Linked DNA regions of Rattus norvegicus: region 1 is linked to region 2. Evidence: chromatin contacts called from public HiChIP or PLAC-seq data. All regions are on one chromosome and are shown on one strand. Each heading gives the region's core, a stretch centred on a gene start, on an enhancer-like site or on the middle of the called end of the contact. The rest is flanking DNA. Distances are from core to core; before and after follow the strand shown. Region 1 overlaps Ica1 (islet cell autoantigen 1). Region 2 overlaps Glcci1 (glucocorticoid induced 1).

Region 1 (5,559 bases), core at 533-3,032, 150 kb before region 2:
ACTAAACACTCAGCCCAGAAATTGAGAGATCACACATGCAACTGTGAACTTTGCACCGTTGGACGTATAAACTTCACGAGCCAAAAATAGGCTCTTCTCGGGGGGTGGGGTTGCACCACACCAAAATCAAAACAAAAAATAGGCTCTTCTCCTGATCCAAGAGCCTCCATTTCTAACGACAAACGTATGGTGGTTAAAGCCATTTGAATGTTAGGGTTCATGCCTTCTTTGTCCCTTTGCCTATGGCTGAGCTGGTTTACGTCTGTTTGAACCAGGGAGAAGAAACACATTGCCTGCCTCTTTAGGGTTTTCAGAGACATCCAAAGAAAGGTACTAAATAACCAGTCCTGTTAGGTTTCAGAATCCTCCAGGGGGCACCAGAACATTCCAGTGTAGTTGACCATATTTCATTAAATCCAGAAAGGCTATTGTAATCGGTTCCCTATGGTAACTTCGTCAGTTCTGTTGACATTTCTTCTCCTGTGTTCGCTTTAAACAGCATTTTTGTGTCTATGGAATATTTCTGCCTCTCTGAAGAGGAGGAGGAGGAGGAAGGAAAAGTTCATCCCTTGGATGAGCCCTAAGAAACTGGAGCCATTTCTCCACTGGGCAGATGCAAAGGCTCTCAGCCCACTCTGAGGGAAGGATTTTCCAAATGTTCCAAATCTTGCTGGGGAGAAAAAGTTGAGGAAACTGAGAATTCCATTCCCATCCTCAGCCTAATACTGAGCATAAGCTACCCTGTTATTATCATTATTAATAATAAACACGGTAAAGTCAGACAGGCATTCACAGGAGAGGTTTTTTTTTTTATGAATTTTGTGCAAAAGTAAAGGGTTGCCTGGCTACTGCATAATATTACTCAATTCTGGTCCAGGAGTACAGAATTCCAGCAGGCTTCCCGAGCCTGTCCCTCCAATTAGTGGCTACTTCATTACGAATAAAGAACCCTCATTACTGTGGGCCTTCAAGTGAAATAGGATCCCGTACCTCTTGAAATCCGGCTTTCTAAGTACAGACAGTTCCCAACTTAGAAACAATCCACTTAAGAACCACCAAGGCATTCAGAGGCTGCTGGAGCCTCCTGCAGCTGCTGCCCCGGGCCCCCTGCCCAGCCCCCCTGCCCGGCCCCGCCTGCTCTCCTGGTCTGCTCAAGGCAGATCCGCCCACCCCCCTGCAGAGCCAGCTGCCCACCTGCCCTTCGGACTGAATCTCTAGCAGGGGGATTCAGGGAGGCCTCCGAGCTACCGCTGGTTTTATAGTTGAGCTCAGCTTTGGGGTAAATAAGCTTTTGTGGCCTGGCCTGGGAAAGGAACCATCATAAAAAGAGAGAAAGAGGAGGAGGAGGAGGAAAAATTGCATCCATGGGAAAATGTATTTTGCATTCCCAACAACCAGCTGACAGATGACTGTGAGAAGGACTTGTCTGTCTTCTGGCTTCTCACAGCGGGAGAAGGAGAAGGGCCCTACTGTCCCGGGTTCTGGGTCCAGCTCTAGCACTACACTCGCTGTTGGGCCTCAACAAACCCTTTAGTCCCTGTGGATCGATCTCCCATCATGTGTTAAATAGGGTTGGTGTGAATAAGTCACAAGCCTCTGTCTGGTATAATGACTTCAGTTGATCAGGCTGTGCTCTCATCTCTTGCTTCCTTTCATTCCTTCCTTCGTCCACCCATTCAGAGACATTTTGCTCAAAGCCCTTCCATTGTGCGGGGTTCCGGGCAGTGTGGAGGATACAGTCGAACACGGCTGATGGCAGCCCTCAATGGGTTCAGTGTTCAGTGGGAGAGACACACGTCTACGCCAACGCTTAAGAACCAAGTGCTGTGACTGAAAGGAGCACCAGCTACTGTGGCCCATTCACTCTGGTTTTTATCTTAATCATCTGCCCCCAGAGTTATGAACACGGATTCACTGAGAAGCCCGGCTTCTGCATCTGTCCTAATGGCTGCTTTGCTTAGGCCTCCGGCCTTCCTGGCTGTATCACTGAGAAAGCACATACAGGAGAACTTCCCACCAAATTACTAGTACTCCGTCTCCTTCCATGCCCTGGGAAAGCATAGCACACCATGCATCTTCCTCTCCCAAGGCCCTTTCTCTGCCTAAGGAACTCAGGATTGTCTTTGGATTGACAGAAACTCTGGTGTTCATTGTTCTTAAAAAAAAATACTGATCTGGGTGTGGTGTTTCATATCTGTAATCCCAACACTTTAGCAGTCATGCAAGAGGGTTAGAGTGAGGTAGAAACTAGCTTGGGGCTACAATTTCAGGCCAGCCAGAGTGAGACCCTGTCTCAGACAATGACAACAAATTTCTGTGTCCCCAAATGTTTCTAGATACATACACATATCCTGTTGCCCATATGAATCTCTCTTTATTCTATTCCCACACCTACCCCTCACTTGCCACTAAAATTAGTACACCTATGGGGGATTGTCACAGGTCTGTGTGTCATTTGGAAGTGACATAGCACAGTGGAGCAGCTCTGTGCTCTGCCTTGATGCCAAACAATCGACATTATGTCATTATGAAAGTTCCTGAGCAAGGAAGTGGCTGCAGGGGAGGGGTTTGGAGGACGGTTGCTTTGGTAGCCCCAGGTATGGTGTTTTAAGACTGCAGAAGAGTGATGGTGTGTAGGAGACACGTTACTGGCAGAGATAATAAAATGTAGAGCTCAGTGACGTGTCATTGTAACAGAATGGTCTCGCTTACGTGCCCATCAGTACAAGCAGTTTGATGCTTAGAACTGGAAATACCTCAGTGAGTTGGGGAACGAGTAGGTGGGTAGATGGATGGATGGATGGATGGATAAAGGGATGGGTGGGTAGAGAGACGGGGGATGGATAGATTTAGTCAGACAGTTTGCTTTAATGTTCTATTTCAGTCTGTTCTGTGCTTTAATTAAATGTATGGTGTGTGTGGGTTTGTGTGCAAGAGTGCAGTCTCCTCAGAGGCCAGAAGAGAATGTTGGAGCCCCTGGTGCCAGAGTTACTGGTAACTTCGAGCCACCTGGTATTGGTGCTTGGCGAACTCAGATCCTCTCTGAGAGGAAGAAGTGCACTTAGCTGCTGAGCCCATCTGCTCAAGTCTTCAATTCTTTTAAGAAACTGAAACAGAATTTTTAAAATATCCCTTTTCTTGCTCTTCTTTTTGTATCTTAAAAAAAAAATATCGAGTCCAAAATCATGTTAAAAGTAAGCAGGCTTCTTTTCATCTCCCGTCTATGTGCCTGAACTCCTAGGCACACAAGGTTTCAATCAACAATAGGTCATTAGATATTATTCCAAGTGTAAATTATTCTTGCAGCACTAAATGTATTCTAGGGGGATTATTTATAAGTGGCCTGGGAAGTGAGAAAGCTGTCTTGTGACTTTAAACTGTAATCTATTTCCCTGAGGAGTGTGGGTAAAGCAAGCCCGGTTTCCACCACCTGTTTCTGTTGTAGTTCTTGACAAAATGACTAGTCGCGTGAATTCAGCTGTTATTTTGAAATCGATAGTAGAGCCCTTTCTCTGTTGAGGACACTGTCTTACTGATATAGGGTTCAGCTGGAGCAGACGGCCGTATGTTTGCCTTCTCCCTAGTCTTCCTGGAGCCTGAAAATATATACATCTGTAACCTAAAGCCCACGATTGCTCTACCGAAATAGGATGGGGCATGCATTTCTCTAGGAACGTAAACATTCAAAGTGCACCTGAGCGCCTTCCAATTTAGGTCCCACTTATACCAACAGAATGTATGGCGATTCTGACCTTGGTTGTAGAGGTTAAAAGCCTATGGGTTTCTGAATGCAGGGAATGCTAGAAAATTAACTAGCTCTTCTTATTTTACTAGTAAGAAGAATATCTTAATAAATACTCGTGAAGAGTTTGTTAGTGATACTATAGCCGATAGTGACAAACAGGTTTGTACATCTCACGGTTATTACCATCTGAGGATGGTTTCTCAGTGCATCTTTGTGCTGTTTGCTCTCATGTAGCTAATGTTCTCATCAGTATGACATTTCCACGGGAGCAAGGACCCATGCCTTATGCATAGCTTTTAGATGTTTTTGACCTTCGTAACTACCTGTACTGGCAGGCGTGGCTGCCTTTTAAGGTGGTAAGTACAAGCCCTTGAGATTAAACCTACATAACAGCACCAAATAAGCCTTTGTAAGGAAGCTTCTCAAATAGCTTTATCTCTTGTCTCGTGTCGATAGTGAAGATTCAGAAAAGCTAATTCGACAAAGGCTGCGAAGCTAGGGAACCTCATCTGGGCATAGAACCCAGCCCTTTTAGCCCTCAAGTTGCCCTTTCTAGCCCAGCACATTGCCACAGGGGTTAATACCTCTTCGTTGGATATTTAAATTATATCAATGTAATTCCACAGAAGCCTTCTCCTCTGCAGAGCAGATTACTTCTTACAGTTTCAAGGCAGTAGTGACAGAGTGTAGCATAAAAGATTCCTCTGGAACGGTGTGTGTGTGTGTGTGTGTGTGTGTGTGTGTGTGTGTGTGGTGTGTGTGTGTGTGTGTGTGTGTGTGTGTGTGTGCGTGCGCACTGCGTGGATATTTAAAAATTCATAGAACTATAAACATCATAGTTGGTTCTTACTTAGAAGTTTTACCTCAGTAAGATCAGTTTAAAAATAACTGAAGGTTTCAAAGAAACAGTGGAACAAATTGAGTTTTAAGAGCAGGATTATTTGGAAGCTTTCAGAAAAAGACCCTGTGTCTGGTGGTGTCTTTGGTGTTTCCTTAAGCACCACTTTTATTTCTCTGCCATTTTGTGTGTATAACTTTGAGACCTAAATATTAGAAGACCTTGTCTCTGTACAGTGTAGAAAAGACACCTCAGCTTTCCAAGGAATCTGCGTAGCATTGGGAAGCTAGTTTGTGGAGGCAGAATAACACAGTCAGCAGCAGACGTTCACTAGGGAGACATCTAAGACTTCTTGGTCGGAAGATTGTGATCAAAAAATACACCAAAGAACCTTCTTTTTTATATAATTTTTAAAGAATTATTTATTTATCTTATGCATATGAGTGCACTGTAGCTGTCCTTAGACACACCAGAAGAGGGCATCAGATCTCATTACAGATGGTTATGAGCCACCATGTAGTTGCTGGGAATTGAACTCAGGACCTCTGGAAGAGCAGTCAGTGCTCTCAACCGCTGAGCCATCTCTCCAGCTGCCAACTGGAGAACTTTCTAATACTTCATTGTTTTCAGTTCCATCCCCGTCACATTCTCTCCAATAGTTGTACAACATTTCTAACTTTCAGTGGCATTAAAATGAGCGAGGCAAGATCTTGAACACATCAGTGATTTTTGATATTTTGTAAATCACCCAGTAGTGTTGATAACATCGTTATTATTGTTATTCTTGATAATATTGTTATTGTTGATCACACAGGGGTGAACAGAATAAATCTTTGGATAGTTGTCAATTTTTTTATGCTACCTTTCATTGAACTCTAACCCAAACTCTAACCCACGTCTAACCTTATGTCTAGAATCTGAAGTCTTTTGCTTGTCTCTTAGCCCTAACCGTGCATTGTTAGGATAGACTAAACTT
Region 2 (5,227 bases), core at 2,551-5,050:
TAGGCTGCACTTATGTAGTTATACATTTATATATAGAAAAGTGGTCTGAGTATAACACAAATAAAAAGGAAAACGAGCCATGAGTTTGAGAAAGTGGAGAGATGTGGAAGGAGCTGAAGGGGAAAAACAAAATCCAACAACAAAAAAGGATAGTCTGTACATGGGTCAAAATATAAGAAAACTGTTTGTTTACATTTCAGACTTTTGGCTTCCTACGAAATTGTCTCAAGGTCAAAGTTCGTTTACATATTGGTTTGTGTTACTCTTTTGAATAACTTTGTAAGCAATAATTTTAAAGTCATTTAGTACATTCCATACTTTATGAAACATGTTTAGTTGTGTCTAAACTTTATATGTTATACAAAAAAAGCACTCTATAAAAACCTATGTTATGTCTTTCAAAATATGAACACTTGTGTAAAATTCATTTTTGTCCAAACTATTTCTATAGCAAAACACTGATTCCTTCTACACTATACAAAGATCTAAATCAGTGCCTTCCCAAGCTTAACCATATTTGAATTATGCCCAAAACAAAGACAGAATTCATAAGTGACTCAAATTAGTTAATATTCTATAAAAGGAACAGCATAAATACAACCTATTAAATTTAAACTATCATGTACTTTTAAGATTTCATGTCTTATGATCATTCTTCAGCAATTTCATTCCATAGTATGCATTCTTGTCTCTCAGTGTGTACACATGTGTATTTATATAGCTCAAACAGAAATCTCTGTAAATCCTATATACGGATTTAATAAGTATTTACTGCAGGGCCTTTTAAATACCAAATATCAGATTACATACCATAATACTAAAAAGAAACAGGTGTATTAGTTAAAACAGACACACCCACCAAAACAGTGATACAATTTTAAGATAAATGAACCAAACTACAGCTAAACTGTCAAGGACTTGCAAACAGCTACATTAATTATGGACTATAGGGGCAGTTATGTGCTAAGGTCCAGTTCCCCAATTGGTTCTTAATCTGTCAATAAAGAAAGCCATGGGCCAATTGCTGGGTACAATTGGCAGGACTTCCGGGTCCCTGGAGCCAAGAAAGGAGACACAAGGAAGGAAAGACAGAGTTCCACATGCTTTGGAGAGATAACAGGGCAGCCATTTGAGGAACAGTGGACTGTGGCTGCTCCTATAGGCAGATGGTCAGAGATGTTTAGCAGGGACTAGATTCAACTGACCAACTAAAGTCAGGGCAGGTAGGAGTTGTGAAACTAAGAGTAATGATAAGAGCACACTGTCGAGGTTGGAGATTGTAGCGCCCAGCAATTGTGCAAAGTAGGCAAGCTAAAAATGAACAACTGTGTGTGTGTGTATGTCTTTTATCCCTAGATTCAAGGGAAGCTGGAAGTGGGCTGGTAGTATGGCCCATTCCTGGAGCACAAGTTGGGTAGCAAAAAGCTACATGGAACAATGGACTAAAAATGGGAATCAAACATAAAGGATTCATCAACTTCGCTGTGTATGAACTGTTTTTTCTTTTTCTTTCCATATTGAGAAACTTCAAGAGTAAAGTGTTTTAGTGAATATAAAACAGCAGTAGTTCACGTATCGCTTTCTATGCCTTATTTCCCAAATTCCTACTTAAAATTTCACATGACTTACCACATGGTCATATTCAGGGTCCATATACTTTTCTTCAATATTCTATTTGCATTAGAATAGAATATAGTCATTAGAAAAGACTGACCCCTAAGAAGTGCAGGCTGACAGGAACCAGATATAGATCTCTCCTGAGAGACACAGCTAGAACATGTCAAATACAGAGGCGAATGCCAGCAGCAAACCACTGGACTGAGAACGGGAGCCCCGTTGAAGGAATCAGAGAAAGGACTAAAAGAGCTGAAGGGGCTTGAGACTCCATATGAACAACAATGCCAACCAACCAGAGCTTCCAGGGACTAAGCCACTACCCAAAGACTATACATGGACTGACCCTGGGCTCCAACTGCATATGTAGCAATGAATAGCCTAGTAAGAGCACCAGTGGAAGAGGAAGCCATTGGTCCTGCCAAGGCTGGATTGTTGGAGGTCGGTAACGGGGGGGGGGGGGGGAGGATGGGGAGGGGAACACCTATCTCGAAGGGGAGGGGTTTGAGTTAGGGGGCTGATGGACTGGAAACCAGGAAAGAGAATAACATTTGAAATGTAAATAAGAAATACCCATTTAATAAAAATGGGAGAAAAAAAAGACTGACTCAAAAATATGATTTACCAAGCATCTGTTTGTTCTTCCATAAATTAGGTGTAAATTTTAATCCTTAAATAGTAATTATCTGTATAAATATTTATAATATAAAATATCTGTATAAATAACACTTTGAGTGCATGTCTTATAGAAAGTGAAAAAACACAGCAACCATCCTAAAGACAAATATAAGAGTAAGTGTAAGGGGTATAATGCTAATATTACCTTAAAATAAAAACTACAAGTGAATAAAAATAAAGACATGTAAATTCTGAGTATAAGAAAAACAAACAAGTCATTGAGCACTCCACAAAAATAGCACATAAATGCTACTATAGGAATGGTTACTACTTTACATTCTCATCAGTAGTAGCAGGTATTTTAGTGAAAGCCAAGTCAAACTCGTTTCAATGGTCTCAAAAGGCATCATTAAGTATTGCTACAGTCTACAATAGTGCACAAGAAACCACATTCAACAACAATTCAGACTTCTACAACAAAGTGTGTGTGTGTGTGTGTGTATGTTCAGAGTACACAAAGGTCAGTGACACTACCCTATGTCAAACTGCAGAAGAACATTATATATATATATATGAAATGAGTGTATTCTCAGTTTCAAAAATGAAAGAAAAATATGTAACAGAGTGATAACTTTAAAATAACTCCCTGGACCACTACACTGTTCTGACATTTGAAAGAATGCTTTTTAAATGTGCACCTACAGACAGATACTAAAGATTCTTAAGGAACAACAGAGACTGGGTATTGTATAGCATGCCTGTAGTCCAAGAACTCTGGAACTTGAGGCTGAAAGATAGCCGGCTTGTGCTACCTAAACTATACCAGGTGACCCTGTCAATTGAATGTTCTCTTAGGACCTATATTAACAAACAAATTTTCTAATAATGGAAAGATAAAAATCAGTTAATGAACTCTTCAACAAGTTTTCCCATGACCATACTAGATAAAGAAGACAAATAAGATAATTTATTAGTATTAGCAGTGTATGGGTACTTTTGACCTTCAGCAATACTAGGCTACAAGTAGCAGTGCTTTTCAGTTTTTTGTTTAGAAATAGTGCTAGATGACTGCTGAATTATGTAATTGTAATAACTTGGCAGACAACCTTGAACACTAACCTTGCCACAAATACTATGGGGTTCACTAGCTTCTTCAACTCATTCTTAATTTTGGCAAGTAATAATTAAGGCACAACGTGGTAGCACTCCGTTAAATTATATATGTGGAGCTCACACTCACACTGCAAGCATGGCTGTTAGCTTCCAAAAAGCTGAATAAAAAAGCTACTGCCAGCTACCGAGACAATTACTTGAGACTAGTACCTACTTAGTAATTCTTTAGGCATTAGTCAAGTCAGTTTACCACCACATATAACTAATTCTTAAGATTTATGAAGAGAAAACCACTTTGCACAGTATAATGCGATTTAAGAAACAGCTAGTTAGATGTAAATGAGAACAGACACAATAATGTTTATAACCCTGAGCTCTCCCAGCCCACGAACAAGGTGCAATGTTCATCTCTATTTCCTCCATGTGCATGTAAGAAGCAAGAATAGAAAATAGCCATCCTTCCGTATTCCATTTTAGTTCCATTCAGCCAACTATCTTAACATTTTTAGATACCCTGAAAGTATTAGAGCATGTCCCAGAACAACAGAGTAGTGCCATGGAAATACAAAGGGAAACCCATGTTTTGTCGTTCTTTTACCTAAAAATCCCAGCAATTCATCAACTGTGAAATCAACACAGAATCCAGAATTAAAAGAACAGAATTCTAAACCCATTTTCTTGCTAAATTTCAAAGTATACATAGCTTGGCAAAGAGTCATCTTCAAATGTGCCCTTCTTTTCTATCTATAGCAACTAGAGAGACAGGACAATACAAAGGAAGCCACTGAGTATTCATGAACCTGCCTCCTCCTGTCATTTGCCTCAACAATATGGACATGAAATAAGGCCAGTGATAAAAGTATCAGCCATTCCCTATTTCTATAAAAATGACAATTCTGGATAAGTATTTTTTGACAATTTGCTCATAAGTAATATTCTTAACTTCAGTCTTACTGTTAATCTACTAAATTTTACTTTGCAGAATGAACACAAAGATTTTCCTAAATTGTCAGGAAAAACTAATTCTGTTTTGGTCATTTCTAGAGGTCCAGACAAAGGGTAAGGGACTTTGGTGCTCCAGCCATTCTATCAGTTCCCTAGACTTTACCAGCAAATGAATAGTATTCTCTTTCGTCAGCATAATTTTAGCAGACCAGTTAATAGACCATATGTTAGATCAGTTTCTTTTTAAATAAATAATATGTAGGATGTAAAAAAAAAAGACTGTCAAAAACTTTGTTTCTTAGACATTTAATAGGAGAATAAACAATATATACTAAACACAAATGACAACAGTGCCAGGAACAGATCCAGGACAGGTGTTACAAAGAAGCCAACTTGGGTGGTGTCTGGGAATTCTAAGTGCTGGGAAAAAGACTGAACTAAAATTAAGACCCAGAGCCATTGGTACTATAATATGCATCTTGACACAGTATTTGCAGCAAATAAGTTTGGTAAAATTGACTTTTCAATTTCTTTTTAAATTTCAGACTTAATTTGAATGTTGTCTTATTTGTTGCATGGAGATGAGTTTTGTTTCCTCGATTCAAATATAACCTACATTATCACAAGTAAAATAATTAAAAGAATGCTATTATCTTTCAATATTTATCTAATGTATAAACCATAATAAGCCTTTTCAGAAATGTAAACCAGAGTAAATGAGTTATCCTTTTGTGAAATGTACTCCAACTAAAATTTCAATTTAATAAGCCCATGTAAGACTTTATGTACAGTTAAAAATTCATTAACCTACTTCATACATCTTAGGTATTCAATGTTCTATATGTTTATGGCAATAATATTTGGGAAGAATATACTCTTTGAACATAAATTGATAAATTTACAGCATAAATTACTGGTTAACTTTGCTACTCATTTA

The links. HiChIP or PLAC-seq counts read pairs in DNA pulled down with a chosen protein or histone mark.
Region 1: an H3K27ac HiChIP or PLAC-seq map of oligodendrocytes shows a contact between it and region 2, with 3 times the contacts expected there. The contact joins two enhancer-like sites. A contact is called at or near these places in 1 of 12 Hi-C or Micro-C datasets (the A7r5 cell line) and 1 of 1 datasets of contacts at active chromatin or transcription factors (oligodendrocytes).

The regions. Positions count from the first base shown.
Region 1 is chr4:37,683,079-37,688,637 of GRCr8, reverse strand. All of the region lies in intron 7 of Ica1 (islet cell autoantigen 1), which reads left to right. Among named protein-coding and RNA genes, the nearest start is that of Ica1, 85 kb to the left of the region's middle. Within about 2 kb of position 1,782, at least 25 of the 93 cell types and tissues checked have an H3K27ac peak or open chromatin away from gene starts, as enhancers often do.
Region 2 is chr4:37,534,059-37,539,285 of GRCr8, reverse strand. The region is part of intron 4 of Glcci1 (glucocorticoid induced 1); the gene reads right to left. Among named protein-coding and RNA genes, the nearest start is that of Ica1, 230 kb to the left of the region's middle. Within about 2 kb of position 3,800, at least 2 of the 93 cell types and tissues checked have an H3K27ac peak or open chromatin away from gene starts, as enhancers often do.